2 separate regions of the Cricetulus griseus genome follow, and region 2 is linked to region 1. The links are chromatin contacts, called in public Hi-C maps. All regions are on one chromosome and are shown on one strand. The core of a region is the stretch at or near the end of the contact, and the rest is flanking DNA. Distances in the headings are between cores, read along the strand shown.

Evidence for each region. A called contact is a pair of places that touch in the nucleus more often than the background predicts.
Region 2: a contact with region 1 is called in a Hi-C map of the CHL-YN cell line, with 2.1 times the contacts expected there. The contact joins the promoter of Socs3 here to the enhancer-like site in region 1. A contact is called at or near these places in 2 of 8 Hi-C or Micro-C datasets (the CHL-YN cell line and the CHO-K1 cell line).

What each region holds. Positions count from the first base shown.
Region 1 is chr7:130,492,881-130,498,322 of CriGri-PICRH-1.0, forward strand. No RefSeq gene overlaps it. Among named protein-coding and RNA genes, the nearest start is that of Socs3, 39 kb to the right of the region's middle. Within about 2 kb of position 4,056, at least 1 of the 6 cell types and tissues checked has open chromatin away from gene starts, as enhancers often do.
Region 2 is chr7:130,532,755-130,537,951 of CriGri-PICRH-1.0, forward strand. It overlaps Socs3 (suppressor of cytokine signaling 3), which reads right to left and starts at 1,423. Exons shown (of 2, transcript XM_027425526.2): 1 at 872-1,423; 2 at 1-325. The coding sequence starts at 237.

The sequences.
Region 1 (5,442 bases), core at 2,806-5,305:
AGGGACCATCCGAATCCGAGGAAAGCATCTTAAGAGTGGGGAAGTGGGCCCCAGTTAGAATGTTGTAGGCGTCGGTTCTCTCTGCATGCCAGGGAGGGCTGCTGTCCCATGAGATCATGAGCAGGGGCACCCGACGTGATGGCGCCCTGCATATCAGTGGTCCCGGACCATGCAGGACCCCGCAGCCTGGCAGGCCTGGGCCGGGGCGGGAGCCGAGGATGCAAGCATTGATCGCTGGCGTAGACGCGGCGGCGGCCCGGGCATCTGTGCAGGCCCGCACCGGGCCGAACTGTCGGGAACAGCTGCGCTGGCTGGCTCGAGCTTACTGGAAACGCGCTCCCGAGCGCGCAAAGGCCGGGCGGCTGCAGCCGGGGCCGCCCTTGGCGGAGGGCAGAGCCAGGGCTGGGCACCCGGGCGCCGGCTGGCCGCACCACCGTGCAGGGCTGCGTTGGGCGCGTGCCACCCCCGGAGGACCCGGCAAGGAAGCACGGGGCGGGCTGGGGAAGCCTGGGTCTTTCTGTAGCTGCACAGCCAGCTGCCTCCCTTCCCGGTAGACCAGCCAGTCGCCTCCCGGTGTGTGTGTGGGGGCGGGGGGGGGCGGCAGAGAGGGCTGGAGGTGGGAGAGGTGGGTGAGGCTCCGAGCCCTGCGAGGGATCTGGTGGAGGAGACCCCACGGCCCCCAACCAGGGCTGCAAGGGGTCCACATGCCTCGGGATGGAGACTTTTATTGAGCATCTACTGAGTGGGAGGCGCCCGGTGCAGTGACCCACAGAAGAGGGGGCAATCTCGCCCTTTCAGGAAAACATTTCAGAGACGCATTTTTATTTATTTATGAGCCATAGGCGCTTTATTACTGAGCTTATATTTTATGTGTCCATAAAAGTTGAAACTTAAAGAGGGTGTATAAAAAAATAGAAAAAGGGTTACGTTTCTTTCCCTATGCGATGCACACACGTCCTACCTTGGAGACTTGGGGTCGGTGCTGCATCTTGACTGGGCCTGCGCTGTAGAAAATACCCGGCCTATGTGGGTTCCGTCCTGTGTCTTAGGGGTCCTGACCCCCACAGTCCTTGGCACAGGATTGCAGAGGGTAGAGGAGCATCATGGACTTTCAGGTCTGGATTCACATCTTACACCTGTTACATACTGGCTAGTGACTGGGCCTCTCTGGGCCTCTGTGCCCTGCAGTCCCATCCTATCCCCTCCCAGCACCCCTCCCCGCACTGCTCCTTCTCTCCCTCCTCCCTTGACAGAGTATCATATATTCAAGGCTGGCTTCAAACTCACTACGTAGTTTGAAGTGGAGGACCGTCTTGAACTCCTGATCTTCCTGGCTCCGCCTGCCCCTGTGCTGGGATTACAGGCATGCACCACTGAGCCTGGCTTAGGCAGTGTTGGGAACCCAACACAGGGTTTCCAGCCAGGGCTTGTAACCCAGACATTCAGTCCTTCGGGGCAAGAATGTCTGGGGGTGGGGGAGCATAGGGCTGAACCCCTGGGGTACGAGTGGAGCCCTGGCCCTGCTGTCTCTTAGGCAGGTGAAGGACCAGCTCTCTTCTGTGGGTGTGCATGGAACACACACCAAAGGACCAGGCAGGTCCTAGAGACTCGGAGAAAGACCCACTTATTGTGACAGAGGATGGGGTCCCAGAAAGGACGTTTGTCAGTAAAGTCCTTCATGCAACAGAGGGGCTTCTGGGGAGGAAGTGACCCGGGAGGCCTTATCCAAAGAAAAGTCTAAAGAAACAAAGAGAGCAGGCAGTCAGTCAGTCAACAAACACTAACTGAGAGCCAACTGTGCCAGATACTTTTCCAGGCTTTAGACAGGCAGGAAGCTCGCTCAGCATCCTGAGAGCCCCGAAAGTGTGTCACATTTAGGAGTGGGCATCAAACATCTGTGGAGCAATGGGGTCACCTGAAGGCCAAGGATAAGGGGCCTCTTGGGATGAGGGAGGCCCAGCCCATGCCTAGGCTCAGGCCCAGAGCCAGGGGGCCACCCTGAGGTGTGGTGGCCCCTGGGCAGAGAGTGACTCAGGCCCCGCCTAGCCTCCCCGCTGCTTGGGTTCTGTTTGTTTAAGAACAAATTACTCACAGCAGGGCAGCTTTCCCGAAAATAAAATGAGAGTCCCTAGGAAGCAGGGAAAATTGAAGGCAGGCAGTGAGTCAGCACGTGCTCCCCCAGGGCTCCACTTTCCAAATACTAGTCCTCTTCCTCCCCCCTCTCCCTCCTCCTGCTCCTCCCCTGTCTTCTCCTTCCTCCTTCCTGCTCCCCAGCCTCTTGCTCTGCGGCCTCCATCTCTCTTCTGTTCACTTGGGCTCAGTCCCCAGGGGCGCGCGCTCACCCTTCTCTTCCCTCCAACCGTGGGCCCCCATGCGTCATCTCATCCTTGTCCTTTAGCCTTGTATTGCTCCCTGGCAAGTCCAGGCACTGCCCACAGGAGGGAAGCAGCGAAGGCCTGGCCCTCTGAGGACCCCTCTGTGTTGGGAAGTCTTCAGCATGCTGCCAGACTGCGGACAGTGACAGTCATTACCTGGGTATGGGCAGAGCTGGGCCCCAATCACAAAAGGGACCCTTAAGGACTCAGTGCAGGCCTCCTTCCTGGGTATTCACCGGCCTGTGTGTGGTTCTCTCCCTCTGCTGCCTAGAACAACCTTAAGGGAACTGGGCGTGGGGACCAGTTGGGTTCAAAGACTGGGCTCTGGTGTTTTCTCTTTCCATGCTTCTCTGTCAGAATTCCCTGTGGGAGGAAGCCAGTCCCCCTTTGGAGCGGCTCTTGCCATACAGCTTCCCACCCCAACCATGAAGGGCCAGCAGCAAAGGTTCCTGGCTACAGGAAAGAGCTAGGACTAGAGACCGACCAGCCCTCCCAATGATAAGTCACTGTGGGCCGAGGACCCTTCTCCTGCAAGGTTCTCCCGTCTTCCTCCAGTCCTCATCAGCCCGAAATGGGAGCAATGCTCTCCCAATGCCCCTGGGATCCCTGGGGACCTTCATTTCCCAGACCACCCACAGAAGCCAAGGCTGGAAGTCCCAGGCCTGGGTCACTGGGCTGGGCTGGGGTCTCCTGCTTCTCTTGTTGCTGTTGAGTCTCTGCCTGCATCTCTCAATGAATAATTTAGCTGTTTGAGTTACAGTAAAGAGAGTGCAGCTTCCCTCCCCAAATCGTTAAGAACGGATATGTTCGTCAGCGTCTTGATTCCTTCTGAGGAAAGTCCCTTTCCTATGGAAACCGAGCTTGCAGATGGGGATGCCCTCCATTAACCAATATCTGTGACTGTAATAGGTAATTGGTATGTGTGTATGTATACATATAATTACACACACACACACACACACACACACACACACACACACACACTATACGTGTAATCTTGGCTCTAAAAAAATGAACTGAAGTATCAGCCACCAGTTTTTGAGAATTAGGAAAAAATAACAGGCCTGCCTGTGGTGTGGATGCTGCCATGGAGAGAGAAGGAGCCATGGCGACCCTGAGTCACAGCTGAGGGTCTCTGGAGAGGGTCCTGGTGGAAGGAACACGGGATGTAGAATGTGCGTGCATTGTGCACATGTGTACCTGAGCGTGTGTGTCCTGTGTGGCTGTGTACATTCATGAGAGTGTGTATATGCACACATGTACGCCTGTGGAGGGGGCGTATGCATACCTAGGTGTACGCTTAAGCTAAGCTGTGTGTGTGCACGCACACTCGTGTGAGTGAGCGAGCTTGTGTGCATACAACATGCGTGCCTGTGCGGCTGGTGAACCTGTAACGTGCCTGTGCCAGAGCTGTGCAGCGGGGAGGGATGGGCCGGGAGAGTGGGAGCTCCACAGCGCCAAGGGATTGTCCTTTGGTGTCTTCACAGCTGGGAAAGTTGGGGTGTGGAATCTGGGTGAGGCGGGCTTGGGCCTCCCAGTCAGGTGACTTGCAGTCAGGGAGGGGAGAGGCTCTGGGAAGTTCAGAGAGAGGGAGGGACTGAGGCAAAGGGCCAGGGTGGGGACCTGGGCTGGGAGACTCTCTGAAGAGTGAGGCAATATCCAGGGGCTGGAGTTCTGGAGCTGAGAGCCAAGGATACTAGGAGGTGTGGCTCAGAGGTTGGGTGGAGTCGGTGGGTGTGTGAGACCAGGGGTGGGGCTTCTCAGCACTGCTGTGGCAGGTTGCTACCCTTGTGGCTGTGGTGAAGAGAGAGGGCAGAGCTTTGAGTGGAAGCTGCAGGCACTTGGCTTCCTGCAAGCTCCCTTGAATGGCTGGGCATGGGATGGGATGGGTGTGAGTGTCATGGCTGCACTGGCCCAGAGCCACTCCACTGACCTGTCCCTGGGCCTGATGTGCTGATCCACGCCCGACCAAGCCAACCAGCCTCCAACCATCCCTGCCCATCCTCCCAACCTGTCCTAACACATTGAATTCACACCCCAGGCTGCAGGGTGGGCCTGAGGAGGGCCCTCACCTTCCCCTCGTGTTCCCAACAGCACCTTATCCCACCTCTGTTTCAGGCTGAGATTCCCTGGGTACCTGCTCTGTGTAAGCTACCAGGCACCAGGAGGGGGCTTTCTGTCTTCAGTACTGAGAAGATGTCATGCAGCCCCCACCCTAATGGAGAAGCTTCCCAGGTCTCACAGGAGGGTGCTAGGTGCACGGGCTGCTGTAGAGCAGCTCCGCAGCAGGCTGGATGGATGCCCCGTGGTCCAGCTTCCTACAGATGCCCCGAGAATCACGCGTGACTCTTCTCCCTCACCTCAGGATTGTGTGGCCACCAGCTATGACCTCAGCACCCTGCAATCAGATGAGGGTCTGCTGCAGGTCCCTGGGAGCCCCTCCATTTCTTGTACAGCTAGCCACAGCCATTGTTCTAGCTTCTGCTGCACTGGGGGGGGGAGGGGCCCAGATCCGAGGCAGCTGGAGCAGGGGTTTTTGAATTAGGACAGCAACCCCCAGAGAACCTTCCAGTTCTCCCCAAGTCACAAGCCCATCTTGACTCCTGAGGAGACAGGAAAGACAAGCTCCACAGAAGAGAGGAGCATTCCCAGTTTCCTTGGACAGGCTGGGAAACTTCCTTGTGTCCAAGCTTGGAACCTCACAGGACTCCTTGTTTCCTGGGATGAGCACTGGGGACTTCTCTAGTTCTCCCCTATCTTGGCTCCTTCCCTCTGGCCCAGAAAACTTGTGCAGGGAGACCTGGCTTTTGGCAACCCTTGACTTCTATTTCCTTGGTGGGAATGACAAGGTCATCTTGCTTTTGGGATCCTATGCCTCAAAGGTCACCCTCCCCTCCTCTGCCCTGCCCTGTGTCCTGCAGCAGTGGGCTTCCAGCAAGGAAGTAGATTTTTGCTCTTGGCCCAGAACCTTTGACTCTGCTTCCTCTAGGCCAGGGGCCAGCAGGCTTTTCCTGAAAAGGGCTATGTGGTAAATATTTTAGCTTCTAGTCCGGGAGTGAGAGACAAC
Region 2 (5,197 bases), core at 173-2,672, 37 kb after region 1:
GAAGTGGCGCTGGTCCGAGCTGTCGCGGATAAGGAAGGTGCCCGCGGGCTCGGCGCTGAGCAGCAGGTTCGCCTCGCCGCCGGTCACGGCGCTCCAGTAGAATCCGCTCTCCTGCAGCTTGCGCACGGCGTTCACCACCAGCTGGTACTCGCTCTTGGAGCTGAAGGTCTTGAGGCGCAGGCTGGTGTCCAGGGGGCGGCTCATCCCGGCGGCGGGAAACTTGCTGTGGGTGACCATGGCGCACGGAGCCAGCGTGGATCTGCGCGGCGGTGGCTGCAGCTGCTTCGCGGCCTCCGCACAGCGGCCGCTACCGCATCCCGGGGGGCTGCGGAGAGGAAAGCGCCCGGCGCGTGAGTACCCGGAACCCTCCAGTGTGTCCAGCCCTCCTCCAGCCTCCGCCGAGCGCCCGGGGCCCCCGGTTGCCCCGCGGAAGGCCGCGTCTCAGCCACCTCGCGGAGCTCTCCCGGCCTCAGTCCCCGCCGGCCAACCCCAGACAGTCCCTTCTCCAGCGCGCCCTGGGAGAAGAGAACACCCGAGACAAACTCGAGAGGGAAGTTGGGTCTCCAGGAGCACCGCCAGGATGGGGAGCGAGACAAGAGCCCCAGGGACGCTTAGGGCGCCGCTCAGTCCGGTGGCGAGGACGAAAAGGGGGGTGACAAACCCGAGATCTGTGGGAGAGGGGACTGGAGAAGCCCAAGGGCCCCAGTCCGAGTATTACGGGAACCCGGGATCTTCGGCTCTCATCCGCTCTGCCCCCTACCTCGTCCCCTCCCTACCGGGAATGACCCGGGAAGGGGAGGAGAAACCGGGAAAAGCTCCCGAGCTGGATCGGGGCCCCCACCCTTCCCCACACCGCGCCCCTCCTTCCTACCTAGTCCCGAAGCGAAGTCTCCGGCTTTGGGGCTGCGCCTCCTACGGCCCCCAAGGCGAGGCGGCGGCGGCGGCCAGCAGTGGCCCGCGCTGCGCCCAGATGTTGGCGGTCGAGCAGTCCACAAAGGGGCTCCCGGGGCGTGCGTTCCCTCCGGCTTCGCTGCCCCCGGGGCCGATCAGGCGCCCCCGGGATGGATCAGGCAAAGGACCCGGGCGAGGGGCCACGACAGAGAGCTGGGCCGGGCAGGGGGCGTCCGGGAGCCCGGCGAGGCAGTGGCGGGTGAGAGCAGGAGAGCCGGAGAGTGCGAGTTAGAGCCGCCGGCGAGGCCGCGCGCGCGGGTATTTACGCGGCCAGCACGCCCCGCCCCCCCGATTCCTGGAACTGCTGGGCCCGTCTTCTTGTAATGTTTAGTCACTACTCTGCACTGAAAGGCTGTGCGCGCAGGGCGAGGGAGGGGCCGCGGGCGGCCGAGGGCGGGCCTGGAGCTGGGCCTCCAGGACCCGCCGACACTCACCGAGAGGGAGACAAAGCGCGGCGCGAGGCTGCCCGGCCGGCCGGCGGGCGCGGCGCCAGCGGTGGCCGAGCGTTCCTGGCAGCGGCCCCTCCCCCGCGCTCCGCCCCCAACTTCTCATTCACACTTTCCCCCCACCCTCCCTTCTAAGAAGGCTGGTTTCTGGCAGAGGCGGGGGCGCCGCGGCGGGAGCGCGAGGGCAGTTCTAGGAGGCCGGCCCGGAGGGGCTCCCGGCACCCCTTCTCTTTTTCTAGGACCCTGCGTGGGGACGCTCCCCTCGCTCCCACCCAGGCCACCCCAAGGTCCTCCTTTACAGTTCCAAGCAGCCCGTGCCTGCCAAAAAGGGAGGCAGGGCCGCTCCGCAGCCAGCACCCTGGGGACCTAGGAAGTGAAGGTGGGGGATGCGCAAGACGGTTACCTGGGGACAGGTCCCGGAGGCGGCGCTGGGAGATCCAGAAGTGCAGGAGACCCTGGCTTCGAGGCAGCGGCCGGGCCTCGGCTCACTGCCCCACTGCCCCGCTCTTTGGTGACAGACGTGGCTGCTGACGGCCTTTTCGGGGAGGATAGGCAGAGGAAGCCGCTAACTGCCACCCTATCACTCACTGGGTCCCCCAACCTGCTTGGTGAGCTGGGTTGGCCCAGGTGCGCTCGGCGCCGCGGGGGAGCTCGAGGGAGGAAAGCATGACCCCCACCCCGCCCCAGCTCGCGCCCCAGTCCGCTAGAGGGCGCACTGGAGTCTTGTAGGCGAGCAGAGTTTTGCTGTTTCCCAGGCCCTGGAGAAAGGAGGTGGTGGGACTTTCTTATTCGAGAACAGGAGTGGGCAACCTGGAAGCGAGGAGGTTCACCTTCCGGGCCAGGTTCAAACCCGGGAAGAAATGTCAAATAGGCGGGATGTCCACAGAGCAGTTGCCATGGGTTCAGCCCACTGGCAGGTGGGCCCTCCTCAGTGTTAGGGTGTCTGAACTTTTGCAGCGGGAGGTATTGATAACAGCAGGTGATTGAGGTGAAAGGTTGACTTGCCCCTGGTCACGTGAGTACTTAAAAGCCTCGTGGCAAGTTTTGCAACAGGCAGCAGGATGCTGGAGCCACCTGAGAACAGAGTGGCTGCACTCAGAGGGCTTTTGGTCCCGCCCTCTTAGGTACCACAGGCTTCGTGTTATACTAGTCAAATGGGGGACGTGCCGTGCCGACCACACATGGTAGCTTGGGCTTGAAGGGAGGGCTGCCTGCTTCCCTTCCTGTGGAATTGGTAGGTGCTGCAGTATCTTGGCCCACTGTGTCCGAAGTGCTCCCTGTTGCTGGGGAACGAATAGAGATTCGGGCAGGTGCACAGCCACTCTGGGCTCAGGCTTGTCATCTGTTAAATATGAGTGAGCATAGTGATGCACCCCGCAATGCCAGAGCTCGAGGCTTGGGGGCCTCATTTAAAGTATTTCATAGACCTTGTGCTGACAGACATGACAGACATTGTTCACACATGGAGCTATCTTGTGAGAGCCAGTTCCTGTTGTCAACATACTTGCCGGCTCCTGAAATGGAGTCTCTCTGTGTGAACAAGCCCTCCTTGGTCTCTTCCAGGCAGTGTTAAACGTAGCAGCCTCCTTGACCGTCCTGAGGGCAGTGCAGGGCAGGGAGGACTCTTAGGGAATAGCCCTGGAGTTAATGGATGGGAAAGTGCTTTGTAAATTGCAATGCCTGACGAAGTCGGGTTCATTCAACCGTTCCACAAACCCTCATTTTGTGCCTGATCCTGTCAGGCCTGGGGTGAAGTGATGGGATGATGGCCAGGCTCTGGGCAAATCCTGAAGCAGGAAAGAGGCCATGAGAAGGGACCCAGTGAGACACTGGGATGGTTCCTGAGGTGGGGCAGTAGGGAAAGAGACGCTGGGGGTCTGGCTTAGCCATTAAGAGCACCTGCTGCACTTCCAGAAGACCGGGTTGGTTCCCAGCATGGGGAGGATCACAACTGCTTGGCACTGCTGGAGCGTGAGAAGTCCAAGCCTGCCTGGAGTCCTAGCCTAGCCCAACAGGAGATGCTGTTAAAGTGAAACCTTCACTCTGCAGGGCCCACAGGGAACTCAGAGCAGATCCTGTAGAGATGTCTTGAGATGGATTTTAGGTGGCAGGGACTTTCAAATTGGCCCTTTGCACCGAGGAAGCTGAAATGAGACCCAGCAGCCAAAAACCCAGGACAAAGGAAATTCCTTACATGTATAGGCCCCTAAGATAATCGGCTCTGAGCTTAGACGAGAAGGGGCTCTAAGTTTATCGGCCTAGGGAAAATCCTGGATAGGGCCTCAGATCATAATATACGAAGCTAATCCTATCACCCACCCTACCTTTGGAATGCTATGTACTAGGGCTTTAGAAGCTTAGGGTATGTATTAAATAGGGTATACGGAAGGCCTGGTTGATCTCTACAAGGGCAGCCTCCAGGATCTTATGAGCAGTGGGTGAAACTCAAACTGATGGCTCCTGTCTGTAATCCCTACAACCAATAGATAGCAGCAGGAGGACCAGAAATTCAAGGGCATCCTAAGATATGTAGGTGGTTTGAGGCCAGTCTAATCTATGTGAGACCCTGTCTCAAACAAAATAAACAATTAAAAATACATCCCCAGGCCAGGTAATGGTGGTCCATACCTTTAATCCCAACACTAAGTTGGAGACCACCATGGTCTACAAGAGCTAGTTCCAGGACAGCCTCCAAAGCCACAGAGAAACCGGTCTCAAAACCCCACAAACAAACAAACAAACAAACCAACAAGAAGCATACCCCCAGGGGATGGAGAGATGGCTCAGTGGTTAAGAACACTGATTGCTCTTGGAGAGGATCCAGGTTCAATTCCCGGCACTCACATACCAGGTAACAAATGTCTCTAACTCCAATTCCAGGAGATCTGCTACGTTCTTTTGGCCTGTACAGCTACAAGGTATGCATGAGGCAAAATAAATGCACTCAGGCAAAATACCCACACATAGGGAGGCAGAGGTAGGTGGATCTCTGTGAGTTCGAGACCAGCCTGGTCTACAAGAGCTAGTTCCAGGACAGTCTCCAAAGACACAAAGAAACCCTGTCTCGAAAAACCAAAAATTACAAAAACAACAACAACAAAAAACTCTTCCAAGTCACCAGATGACAGAATGTCACTGACATGGGTGATGAAAAAAAGCTTTTATGCTTTCTATGGGATGCTCGTGGTCACAGATGTAGTAGCGGCTGATGTTCTGGGTGAAGGGAAGGGCTGTCTGGTTCGAATCCGTGGTGGGAACAACAGACAAGGCTATCCCCTGAAGCAGGTGTCTTGACCCAGGGCAGAGTGGGCCTGCTGTTGAGTCGATGCATTCTTGTTCTAGACGAGGGAGAACTAGAGACAGGATACACAAGTGTGTTAGGGATGTTCCAGTCTCTCTCTAAAGATGATGATGTCTGATAAATACATTGTTAGGAAGCCTTAAACAAGGTGAGAAGCCCAGGACCAAACCGCTCTTGGTTTGTTCATTGTCTTGTTACTCTAAGTGTCCTGCGACAGAAATACCAACATACGACTCTGAAGAAACAATACACCCAGAAGAACAAGGAGGAGGCTCTGAAGAAACAATACACCCAGAAGAACAAGGAGGAGGCTGTGCCACCAACGCCCAGCTTGTATTAGTTACTTTTAAAGACTCTCTTTTGAGTAGGGCGTTGGTAGCACACACCTTTAATCCCAGCACTCGAGAGGTAGAGGCAGAGGCAGGAGGATCTCTGTGAGTTCCAGGCCAGCCTGGTCTCCAGAGCGAGTGCCAGGACAGGCTCCAAAGCTACACAGAGA